Linked DNA regions of Zea mays: region 2 is linked to region 1. The links are chromatin contacts, called in public Hi-C maps. All regions are on one chromosome and are shown on one strand. Each heading gives the region's core, a stretch centred on a gene start, on an enhancer-like site or on the middle of the called end of the contact. The rest is flanking DNA. Distances are from core to core; before and after follow the strand shown.

Region 1 (6,636 bases), core at 975-3,474:
GGCGCGTGATCGGCGCGTGCTCGGGCCAAGCGGACGACGGGCGGAGGCGCGAAGCTGCTCCTACTCGCCTTCTCGGGCCGTCAGCCGCTCAGCGGACAGGCGAACGGCGCGCCGGAGTCGCGGAGCGGCTCGGTCCGAGCCCGAGCGAACAACGGACGACGGGCGAAGCACTTGAGCAGCGGAGGCGCGGAGAGGCTCGGTCCGAGCCCGAGCAGACGACGGACGGAGGCCGGAGGCGCGGAGCTGCTCGGGTCGTCGGGCGCTCGCCGGACGGGTGGACGGCGGCCGAGCGGACGATCGACAGAGGCACGGAGGTGGAGCGGCCCGCCTGCTAGGCGGTGTCGGCTGCTCGTGCCCTCGGCGCTCGGCTCGAGCGCTCGACCGGCTGAGTGGACGGCGGCCGGCTGACTGATTAGGGCTGACTGATTAGGGTTTAGAGAAGCTAGGCCGGACCTGGTTTTTTTTTGTATGGCTTGGGCCATAATGGGATTATGCCCCTCCGCCCCTGGCTACAGGTTCTCTTCTCACACATCTTAGCTGAAGCATATGCATGCCCATAAGACAGAAAATGGTAGCATAACTACCCAGCAAGATCTGCTTCGTTCAGGTAAATCATGTCTCAAAGAGAATCCATGCAAGTTTCAGACAAGTCCAATCAGAAAAGGATCCCATTTTCTATCTGTGATTAAATTAATGGCATGAAAATAGAGAGAACATTTATTTAATAGTTCAGGGTTATTAAGTATCAAATGGATCAACTAAAGATATGTTACTTGCTGACTTCGAAAACCTGATGTAGCCCTTGCTGAATTTCTCAAAAACAAATTGAGCCAGCAAAGATGCCCGGCTGTCCACCTGTAACTGTCTTTTCTGGTTTGTCACCCATTTGCTGTTGCACTCATTTTCACACAAGAATTTGAAAACCTGTAGAACCCTAGCATGACGAACAAGGGAAATGGCAAGCTGCATCTCATGCTTTCGCCCCAAGTAACCTTTCAGCACTACTTTCTTGAGGTGATGGCTGAGGCACTCTATGCGATCATCACCCATCTCATAATTCAATATTCTCATGCCCTGAGGAATAACCATGTGAGACTGCAACACAACAATAGCAAAATTCATGAGCACAAGCTTTAACCAGATATATGAACAAACAATCGATTTCAGGTACCGTGACATGGAGCGTCTCCAAGCAGGGGAAACACATCAGGAAGTCGGCCACAAACTTCAGCTGCGGATCTGACATCTCCAGCGCCAGCGTCCTCACAGACCGGAGGTCCGCCGCCAGTCTAACAGCGCACATGGAACGAAACAACGCCGAGCCGAGCTGCAGCTCCGGGATACCGATCCCAAGGTAGCCGAGCATCTGCAGCCTCGGCGCACGCGCTACATTTATCGATGGGCCCCAGTTGATGTCGTGTGCCAGCAGCCTCTCCAGGGCGGGCGCATCCTCGACGACGAGATGCTCCAGCTCAATGGCGCCCCTCTCCTGGACGCGCCACGGCGTCAGGGAGACCGACACTGTGAGGCTGCGGAGGCTCCAGGACCGCACGCGGAGGGTCCGGCAGCCGAAGACGCGGTCGAGCGATAGGCTGCCAAGCTTGGGGCAGCCGATCAGGAGGCCATGGAGCGCGGCGGCGGATGGGGCGATGGCAAGGCGGAGGGTCAGCTCGCCGAGGTGCGGGAAATAGACTTCGCCGTCCTCGGGGAGGCGGCAGTTGGTGAGCTCCGCGGTGCTGAGGGACCGGAAGGAGAGGAATGATGGAGGGAGGCGAAGGGTGTCGTCGGAGGGCAGCCGGAGGACGAGTTCCTGGAGGCTTTTGGCGGCGAGGGAGCGGAACCAGGAGTCGAGGTCGGAGGCGGAGGGACGGGCGAGGAGGATATGGAACCTCACAGCGCTGACGCAGTGGGAGGCGAGGATCCGGGACATGGCAACGCAGAGGGAGGAGGTGGGGACGGGGAGGTGGGAGTCGAGGAGGTGGAGTGGCGCGGAGGGCCATAGGCGGCGCCAGCGGTGGGATAGGATTTGGGTTCGCCCGGCGGCAGGGAGGGGGAGAAGGGAGAGGATGGTGGCGAGGATGCAATCCGGTAGGAGGCTGATAAGATCGGGGTCCTCATCGTCGTCGTGGGCGGCGGCGACGGAGGGGATTGGATTTGCTAGGGCATTGTCCGCCATTTTGCGGAAGAAAGGAAGCGAATTGGCAGAGGGCCTTCATATGTTTTTTTGCCACTCTAAACTCTAAAGTACAGATGGATTCTAATCATCTTTAATATTCAAAATAAACTAGTCGATTGACCGTACGTTACGACGAATTACAACAATATCCATATAAACTATCCATCAAAAATTTTAATATTTTTATTGATTGTCTCTACTTTTCGTATAATATTTTTTTGATTTTGCTAACTGATGTATTATTTACTCCATCCAACATGTCTTGGTATAACACGACCAACAAAGTGAGCGATTAGAAGAGAGTTCACAATGACTGACTGAACGAACAGAGATTATAAAATAACATAATTCCACCATACAGAGACCAAATAAGAGAAAATTTGTAAGCTCAAGTTTCTAAAATAAGTCACGTGAACTCAAACTTATAAAAAAGATAGATCAAAATATAGAGTGATTGCTAAAGTCAGACATCAATAAAAACTGGATGTGCTTCATATAAATTATGCTACTTCGTAACAATTACTAATATTTAACACAACAAATAACTTTTCATTTTTACTGTTAGTCTGATAAATCACTGTTGCTCTATCCAATTCAGTAACATCAAACACCATAGAGTCCATTGCACCAATATGGTCTCAGAAACGACCTAATGCTTGCAAGGGCCAAGAACGTCGTGCCGTGCTTGGGCTGTAGCCTTGACCCGTAGTGCTAGTCCGGTCCGTCACGATTATATTTTTTATTTTACAAAAACGTATATACATATATATATAATTTATATTTAATATTAAAAATATCTGAGCATGATGTTCTACTGGTTTGACAGCTTTACCTAGTATCTCTCGTCCTTCTTTCATCAGGGCATGCGTTCAAACCCCACCTCCTGCACCATTTTTTAACATTTTACGCCCATTTAATCAAATGGGTCGATGGGCTAACGGGCTGGCTCAGCACAGTCAGCAGGCCGGCATGACGTGCCTGGGCCAGAGTTGTGGCCCACGGACGTCTGGCCCGTGCCGGACCGTCGTTTGGCCATCTATAGGCGTGCGACGAATTAATTTGAAATAGCTGTAAGGGGTTATTTATAAAAAGATGACGCTGGACGACATTTTAAGCCCATGTTATCAAATGGGTCGACGGGCTAATGAGCTGCCCAGCACAGTCAGCAGGCCGGCATGACATGCCTCAGCCAGAGTTGTGGCCCGCGGGCGTTTGGCCCGTGTCGAGCCGTCGTTTGGCCATCTATAGGCGTGCGGCGGATTAATTTGAAATAACTGTAAGGGGCTATTTGTAAAAAGATGACATGTGACGACCGTTGAAACTGATGTTTTAAGTATAGTATAGATATATATAATTTAGAGCTAATTTTTAGTTATGTTATTAAACATATAATAATAATAATTTTTGTATAATTATTACGCATTATTTTCTCCATACAACGAAAGGGTGGAAACTTATATGTGCCTAAATGGAATTTTATATCTATTATATGAGAAAAACGTATAATAAATTTGATGTTTACTTTTTATGAATCTTAACCAGCTCAATACTATGGGATTGTTTGGTTTAGCTTTTTTACGATTAGTTTTTATGAGAATCTAGCTATGAGGAGAATCGAGTATTGTATGAATTACATGTAAAAGAAGATGAATATGTCTATGGGGTTGAGGATTAAGATCGGGGTCCTCATCGTCGTCGGCGGTGACAAAGGGGATTGGATTCGCAAGGGCAATGTCCGCCATCTGGTGAAGAAAGAAGCGGATTGGGCGAGGGCTTTTATATGTTTTTTCGCCACTCTAAAGTGCATCTGACAAGACAAATTTAGTAGTTTAAAATAAATATACACAAAATTTAGGAATAATTTTTAGTTATATTTTTAAGCATATTATAAAAAGGTAAGAATATTTTGTTGTATAATTTTTATGTATTATTTTCTCTCTACAACGAAAAAGGTGAAAAATCCGAAATTATATATCTATTATTTGAGAAGACATAAGATTTATTTTTTACTTAACAAGATCAATTCTAAAAACAAGAATACAAATTTGCATAGAAAATTATATATTTATTTATTCACAATCAAATAAAACATCCAAATAAATATCTAGATCCATCCTTACTCTAAAGAACGTCACACGTTCAAATAGTAGCACAGTATCAAAATTTCATACAAATTCTCCTCCACCATATCGAAGAAATCTTACAATTTTACTAAAAACATATTTTTTTCATTCATGGCATGCCGGTAGCATGGAGGTGACATGTGAAAAGACGAAGTTGTCTCGACCCTCAGCATCACAAAGCGGCGTAGTACTCATCTCTCTCGCGTGTCGAATCAGTTCGATGGAGCGTGGATACCTCCTTCACATCACCATTGTGTGCTGCCAGTCGTCGACATCATCTTTCTCTGCAGTTGAAGCTTGTGTCCCACGCTAGATGCAAGAGAAAATTCCTGGTATGCCATCAGATTTTATACTCATCCCTTGTGTGCCACTGAGTGGCATATAGGTATAATTTTTGGTGTCTATGACATGTGGGGCCAATGGCATACAAGGGATGAGTATATTTTCCAGTGGCATACAGGGAATTGGCCCTAGATGCAAGGTATGCCAATGTGCCCTCATCTTGAACCTCGTTTCTTGTGAAGGTTTGCGTGTGGATCTTAGCTAGGGTTTGTATTTGATTCGTGCACTATGTTCAATTCTAGAGTTGGTTGTCCATTAGATTGGATATTGGATTGCTAAATCATGATGGCTTTAAACCGCCCCGTGGTTTGTTGATTTCTGGTAACTATATATGTGTTGTGTTGCTTTTACTACAAATGTTGTGGAGTTGGATGTGTCCTAATTCCAAAATCTTTTATGTGAGGATTGATCTTGGAAATAGATTTAGATTAATGGTTAGGATTGCTATGTACATGTTGGTGTTTGATGATCAACAATCTTACTAGGAGTTACTTGGATAAGGTTTGGTAGGCTTCGATGAAAAACTAAATTTGGTGGTAAACACAAAACAAAGATTTAGATTGGTTCAAGTTGTTGAATAGTATAATACCATATGCCTTGTAAATCGGATTGCATAATAAGAGATGTTACCAGGTGAGTATCTCTATCTCTTTTATATAGTACAGATGGCACGTGCATGATTCTAGTCCTAGTTTGCTACAACAGAAAAATCGTAATCATATCGTAGAGATTGTGTTTCCTTTAGTATACTATGTTGGTTTAGTTTTCGTAGAAACCATGCCACCTTGTTGTATGTCTTCCCAGCAAAACGTGGGCATGTTCATCTCTTTATCGAGTAGTAAGTCATATGGGGAACCCTTCAAATATTGGTCCATCGAGACCCTGAGCTCTTCATGGTTGAACTTTGAAGTATTCTTGAATATCTAGGTCATTATTGTATAGAATAAAGAAACATTCAAGTACCTTCTTGAGAGAATCCATGAAGTACTCCTTGAATTTTTTTTCTTCAAATGTTGTCTACTTTCTTGCGAAGTGCATCCAATATGTATAGCCTCGAGCCTCTTATTGTTTAGCATAAAGATCTTAAAGGTCTTTTGAATTTTGCCAAAAAATCAAACACATCCACTAAGGACACATATCCCACAACTCGAGGCTAAAAATCGAGTACCCATGTGTACATAATCAATTATTAAGGTTGTCGGGTACCGTAATTAGGGGTACTGAAAGCTCTCTTGTGAGTTTTGGTGTTTGGATGACAACTCAATTAAAGGACTAACAAGTGTACTAAGTGTTGAACAAGTGCTTAAGGTAAAGATAATAGGGTTCAACACAAGTGAACAAATGTGATGGTCCAAGAACTATATGATGATAGATAATGGTAATCACAAGTAAGATGGACATTGCAAAAGTGATACTCGGGTGCGTAGCTCGGAGACAACTGATCAAGCCAAGGACGGAGGCAAGAAGAGCTTCGAGGTACCAAGTGCATGGGAGAAGGTCAAGGAGGCTGAGGAACCCAAAGCCAAGGGTGAAGAAGAAGGCTTGCAAAGTCAAGGGTGATCGAGTTGAGAACAGCTACGGCACATCAAGGATCACTACATAAGGACGTGGCTTACAACCAATGAGGTAACAGCTACAGTTATGTGGTGTAAGTCATAAGGCTCAAGATCAAGCTCTAAGAAGGAGAACAAAGTCACTAGAAGGAGAACAAGTGTCAAAACCAGAACTGGAAGCAGCCCAAAATAGCTAAGTTCATCTTGATCTTCAGTTTGGGTTGTTCCTATGTTTGGAGATGTTCTATGTGACCTTTGCAGGATGTTGGAGCTAAGTAATGTCAATCTAGATCAAGTCAAGCTGACTTGATGATTTATGAGTCCAACATCCAAGCTCAAGCATGTCAAATGTTAGATGTAAGAGAAGGTATGTTTCTAGACTTAGTACATTGGTTTTGTGTACTAATATACTTGTCTAAGTGTTAGAAACAGAAGGAAGAAG
Region 2 (6,379 bases), core at 1,746-4,245, 160 kb before region 1:
GCGCGGCTGCTATCCACCAGAGAGGGTGTCAGGCCACATTTGGATGGTGGTCGTCCATGGATTGAAGAAGGACGGCCAGGGAGCACCACTACGGCCGCCACCGCAGCCCCGTCCATGGCGACGGTTGCGGTTGTGGCAGCCAGCACCACCATGGGAACCACCACTGCTGGTATTGGCTCTAGAGTGGCCAGTGTGGGTAGAGGAGCACGACAAAGAGGAAGAAGTGGCCGGCAGTGTAGTAGTCGCAGGCATCTTGGTGCTGTAGAGAGTCGGCGCCACGGAGTCCGGTCCCCCCATGAGTTCCTCCAGAATAAGGTCATCACAGACCTTCTTGAAGGACGGGAAAGGGGCGGAGCAGGTGATGATCGTGCAAAGGTTCTCATATCGCAGGTTGAGGCCATGGAGAAGTGCAAGGACAAGGATCCGATCATTGACCGGAGTGTTGAGATCAGCAAGAGCATCAGAAAAGCCTTTCATCTTACGGTAGTACTCTCTGATCGATAGATCTCCTTGAACGAAGTTGCCTTTCATCTTGCGGCAGTACTGTCTGATCGATAGATCTCCTTGAATGAAGTTGCAGAACTGGGCGTTAAGATGAAGAGCCTGCGTCTCCTAGTTCCCGAGGAACTGATTTTCCAGGGCAATCCAGGCTTGAAGGAGGTCGGCCTCCTCTTTCTCCTGGCATGCCTGCTCTTCAGGGGGAAGAAGGTTGTCGCCCATGGGGAGGGGGACGAAGGGCGACAATGGGGAGGGTGATGGGTGGCCGGTGTGGGGCTAGGAGGGAGGCGGCTAGAAGGAGCAGCGGCCGGGGCGGAAGCAAAAGGTAGGAATGGCTCTGATTACCATGTTAGAAGACAGGAAGGAGTAGAATCAGTAGTTCATTGATAGGCAAGTGCAATATTACATATATATAGGGTAGGACCCTTGAGAGCCAAGACACCTAGGGCCGGTGCACCCTGCCTGAGAAGGCAATCAACTCTACTAAGGAAAGGATATCTCTACTATGGAAAGGATCAATCACACACAGGTGAAAGGAGAGATATGCACAATCAGTCTAATATAGAAAAAAGAGAGATTCATTCTAACAGGACTTACTAGCATCTTCAGATTTTTTTTCTGAATCCAAATAGTTTAGTAAATTAATTATTGGATTGCCAAAAAGGAACACAAGGGTGCAATAATTTAATATCATAGAATTAAATTAAAGGTTGCCAGGCTCTAAAAATCCAAAGTCCAGGATGATGATTCCTAGATCATCATGGGACAAACCACCAAGAGGATTGTCCTGCAGATTCAACTAGTAGGAGAGGAGATAAGGTGACTATACATGGGAGAAACAAATTGAGATGGGAAACTAGATTTATATAAATCTTCACCAGCAATCTGAAAACAAGTTGTTGCCAATGCCATCTTTATATTGGAGGTAGCCTATAATTAAAATCTGTCTTACATCTACTTTATAACAAACCGAAAATATTAACCCTAATTCATACCATAGCACATATATTCACATGTTTTCTTCTACCTTGGTAGCAACTTATGTTGGAAGTACACCTTAACTCATCTGAAAACAACTTATCAGGTGATGCATTATAAGTTCATTCCATCAATTTTGGTGGAATTAACTCACTCCTCATGTATATACTAATTATTAGCTTATAAGGAATGTGGTGGTGATGGATCAACTCATTCTATTCCACAAACCAAATAAAAAAGTGAGGAGTAAGAAGAAGATGGATCACTTCATTCCTTAAACCAAACACATCCTAAACTTCCCTTTAGTATAATTCCTTCTTTTTTCCAATGTGACTCCATTTAGTAATTAATAACCAAAAATGGGAAAAACTCAGAAACAGAAGCTCTATTCAAATGTTCTTACACTGGATCACCAAGTAATGATAAACAAGTTTAGACTTTGCATAAAAGTTTACTGTTAGAATGTGACTCTAGGAATTGAGTATCTTCTGTTACAAGCTTGTATCTTGAAACCAACTATAACTCTTGAAAAATATAAGAGATGCCATTTAAAAAAACGTGCCAGTCACCAAAAGTTCCTGATAAGAATATACCTTGCTTCTAGTGTGAAGAGAATAAAACTTATAATAGTACAATGTGCAAGGAGAGTACCTTGATTCCAGTGCAACATCCTTTCGCCTCTTCTTGCTTTTAATCTGGGAGAAAAGCGAAGACATAATAGACCATCAGTGACTCCAATTTCTTCATATATATAGTGTGATCTGGCTTTCCTAATCACTGAACAAGACGTACAACTTCATAATTAGGAATATGCCCGTTAGAAGATGACTCCATTTCCTTCTAACACTAGTCCTTGCAAAACATGTGCTGCAGATAGAAGTAGGGAGGGAAATGGAGCATTGAGTCTACATACTTTTCTCTTATTGGTAGAATCCGCACTGAAGCCACGCCCATTGGCAGCAAAGCATCGAAAACTGAATACATTGTGGGTCATATGGAGAACCATCTTCGAACCACTGATACCAACGCTATGCCCAAATTGTTGCAACCATCCCTACAACATAGTCAAATTTTCTTCCATGATGAACGTATCCTCTGAATAAAGTAACGGTCCCAAAAATCAAAAGGCTCAAAGATATCAACCATTGTTATCATTTCTAATTTATGCAAAATACTTATAATCAAGAGTTGCAACAAATTTCTGCCCCTCCATTCAGGAGGAGGGGCAGCCGCAGTAAAAGAACATGGGTGTACACATATAAATTTTTGCCAAAAGTTGGAAGTTGGCAGGCATCAAATACTAGCAAATAGCTCTATGATAGGGTTTGGGTGCTCGGTTTCACACAGCGGGAAGGGAACAGAAGGAGGGGATTACCTGGTGGATGTTCATCGCCGGCAAATAGACCGACGAAGGCCTCGGAACCTGGCGTTAGGCGGCGGCAGTAGCCCCCCGCCTCACCCAGCCGTAGCAGAGAGGAAGGAGAGAGACAGCACTCGGGGTGAAGACACGTGAACGGATGCTGCGGTGTGAGAATCCAGTAGTACACAATGAACGAACGGGATAATGCGTTCGAACAAAAAAAGATGAAGGGTATTCTGAGGTATTCCTTTTTATTTTTATAATACCCTTTAAATCCAATTTTATGTTCGGTTGAAAGAATATAAATATGACTAGGTGAGTGCCCGTGCGTTGCAACGGGGACATATAATATCGTAGTAATTTATGTACATCTAGACAGTGTTAGGTAATACATGAAAACAAACAATATATATATTATCTTCGATCTTAATATCTTATAGGTATGTGCTCGTACATTGCAACGGAACATAAATTTATATAAATTGACGAGCCTCTAATGGCTCAGAGCCCTAGTGACAGGCGACGCGAGCGCAATGGTAATGGGAACCCTCATGGGGAACAGTGCCTTGTTGCAGAGGACGCGAGTCCGAGCGAGCCACCACTTGACGCCTTGAGCTCCATCGTCCTATTGTGAGGATGCATTTGCCACGAGCTCCCTATATAAAACGGGTTGCTCAGATCATAATAACTAAAACAATGGTGTGCCAAAACTTTTACTGCTACGCTTAAAGACTCAGACAATACTGACAAAGCTAACATATATCCTTATCTAATTGCCTCATTCTTGATGGCAGAAAAAATATAGATCAAACAAGCATATTAAGGTTATAGTATTGACACAAATACGCTTTCAAGATAATAACAAACCACATGTGTAGCTCAAGGTGTCTTGGCGGTAGGCACATACAAAAGCGTGGCCTCATACCCTCAGTGCATTAGAAACATGGAATGGTAACGGTGCCATGGGATTGGTAATGTTAGCCCAATACGAGGTATCCTGAAGCTTCTCATCTTCAAATCTGACGCTATCCACCTTAATCCGTTGAAATTTAGTCACAGTCTTGAGCTGTAGTAGATAAACAAAACATACCAGTGCGATCATTTGAGTGTTAAAACTATGTTTATGAGCCTATCTAAGCATGAATAGAGGTGTGGTACATAGTACAGTAGAATGTTTTTGATGCTCACATCTTGCATACTTTATCATCTTTACATCCGCCCTGCGGATGGACAAAACAGTCAGTAAACTGAAGCTGCTAAAATGTTCACTCGCAACCAGTATGATTACTGATCCATACAAAGCTTCAAGCAGAGGAAGTGAGTTGATGATCAGAAGGACAACTTACTGCAGCTTTTCGGGATGCCATAATCTCTTCTACAGGTGGTCGACCTGTCGTAGTAGGAAAAATGAGTGATCAAATTTGTTCACCCAATGTGAAATATTCAATGCACATCTGCATTAAGTTTCATTGAAGTTTTGATCCAACTACTGTAATTGTCTAAATAAATTCCTCATCTAAAATAAATTAACAGATTTATCCCAGGGAAAGGCATGTCAACCCTCCTTACTTGTCAGTAATAAGAAATTTGTAGAAATTAATCGCAACACATCAATCAAGACTAATCTTTTGCTCCTAAAAGTCCAAATCAGATCAAGGCATTAAGCAAGACTCCAATGGGAGGATTGACTAATGTTGAAATAGAAAACCATTCATAAAAATAGAAAACAACAAATTGACACTTATCTGAACGATTTTAGCCACCTCCCATCCATCAGACCATATCAGCAGCTAGGAATTACAAATTATAAAGCACAAACAAAAGGACAGGACACCAGTACAACATAATTCACATAAATAAATATGAAGGATTATTGGTCCAACTCAATATACTACCTTGTCTGCATGTCGAACACAATGTATAAGAGGATCCATAGTAGTTGTAGAGTTCCCATAAGGCTCATACATGGATATAGCAGGCTAAAATAGGCTAATAGAAATGTGTGTACAAATAGTAGTGGTGTCTAAAATAGCTAAAACTGACTATAGCGCCTGCTATAGGCGACTACATAGTTTTCTAGGGACAAAAGAATTGGACACACTACACCAAAATATTTCCCCTTTTTTCTTTATATTGGGAAACATAAATAAACAAAAGGATGATTTTTTGCTTCTATTGTTGATCAAGCAAGAGATAAACCTCATATTTCAGATAACATTCGAGAACATCTAAAAACATTGGACCACTTTCAGCACTCTTGCTCCCCACAGCTCCACTTTTGTTAGAGAAATCTTTCAGTTCATTGTATCAGAAGTCCGGCTGATTTACAAACAAAACAGGGAAACATATTAATGGTTATTGATATCCAAAATGTAAAAACGAAATATTATGAATGGTCACCAGTTACCAGGTTACACTCTGGAAAGTAAAGTTTCATTGTGTGACTTAGTTGTGGTCACTCCAAGTATTCACAAACAAGTGGAGTCAGTAACCTACCTGCAAGCAATAGAAATCCTAGAATGTAAAACCATTCCATGTTATGAGCAGCTTGCAAAACACATGGCTAAACTTAGTACTGAAGATCATTTAAGGCCAGCATAACAACCCTAAACATTTGAGATATCCTTGTTGGGACTTAAAACAACATAAACATTCACAACTGAATACAATAGGGGAATGCTTCTGGGACAAGGAATACCAATTTTGTTACCTTTCCAAGGAGCTGCACACTGGAGGCCCTAGAGTAGGACATAACGATCACGAGGAGGGTGCCCCTCATACATGAACTCAGCACAGCTAGTGTTCGTAGAAACTCATCATGCTGCACATTAGCACATTATCTGTTACAACCTATGGGACTAAGCTTGTGAAATGTATCTCAAATTATTGATTCGTTATGACAGTCACCTATAAGAAAGGTACAAAGTCTTTAAAAGCCATGCTCAAATTGGATGTCACTATTTAGGTCTATTTAAGGGTGAACATGTTGGACAATGATATCACAGTTAGGGAGCCCATCGCCAAACTACGTAACTTTAGTTTAAGAATTGGTCATGAAGACGTGAACATGATATATCAAAGGAAGATCTGCAACGAAAGTATACAATCCAAAAAGGGCTTAATCATCATTCAAGGATTAACAACATAGTATCTACTGCCATATGAACAAGTATCTGCATTTAGCATGTACGCCAATACAAATGTCGACCAACTGATACTTGACACCTAGGCATCAACCATATCCAATGTAACATAGATTTTTTTTTAAAAAAAATGCATGGTCTAGGATATACATCACCTTATGGGGAGAAACTTCATCAGGTAATAAGGCTTAATAGAATGAAAAGAAGGGAGAGGCATGGATGCACACACTGTGCCAATTGCCAAACCTCCTACAAATTATTACTGAAAAGGTAGCACATCCCGTAAAAACAGAACTACAGAAGGAAAGAGTCGGTATGGCTCCTAGTATGAGATAGAGAGTTGAGTTCTGAACCTGGCAGAATGGGCAAACCTGAGGATTGAATTCTTTCGTAACTAAAT

What was found. Hi-C and Micro-C count contacts between places; a contact is called where the count stands out from the background.
Region 2: a Hi-C map of ear shows a contact between it and region 1, with 3 times the contacts expected there. The contact joins the promoter of LOC100193007 here to the promoter of LOC100192018 in region 1. A contact is called at or near these places in 2 of 25 Hi-C or Micro-C datasets (ear and leaf).

What each region holds. Positions count from the first base shown.
Region 1 is chr7:31,364,881-31,371,516 of Zm-B73-REFERENCE-NAM-5.0, reverse strand. LOC100192018 reads right to left here and starts at 2,224. Exons shown (of 2, transcript NM_001367467.1): 1 at 1,172-2,224; 2 at 655-1,095. The coding sequence starts at 2,176. The coding sequence ends at 739.
Region 2 is chr7:31,522,966-31,529,344 of Zm-B73-REFERENCE-NAM-5.0, reverse strand. LOC100193007 (Tetratricopeptide repeat (TPR)-like superfamily protein) reads right to left here and starts at 2,995. Exons shown (of 16, transcript NM_001138175.1): 1 at 2,852-2,995; 2 at 2,390-2,530; 3 at 2,128-2,171. The coding sequence starts at 2,866. It also overlaps the pseudogene LOC103633809.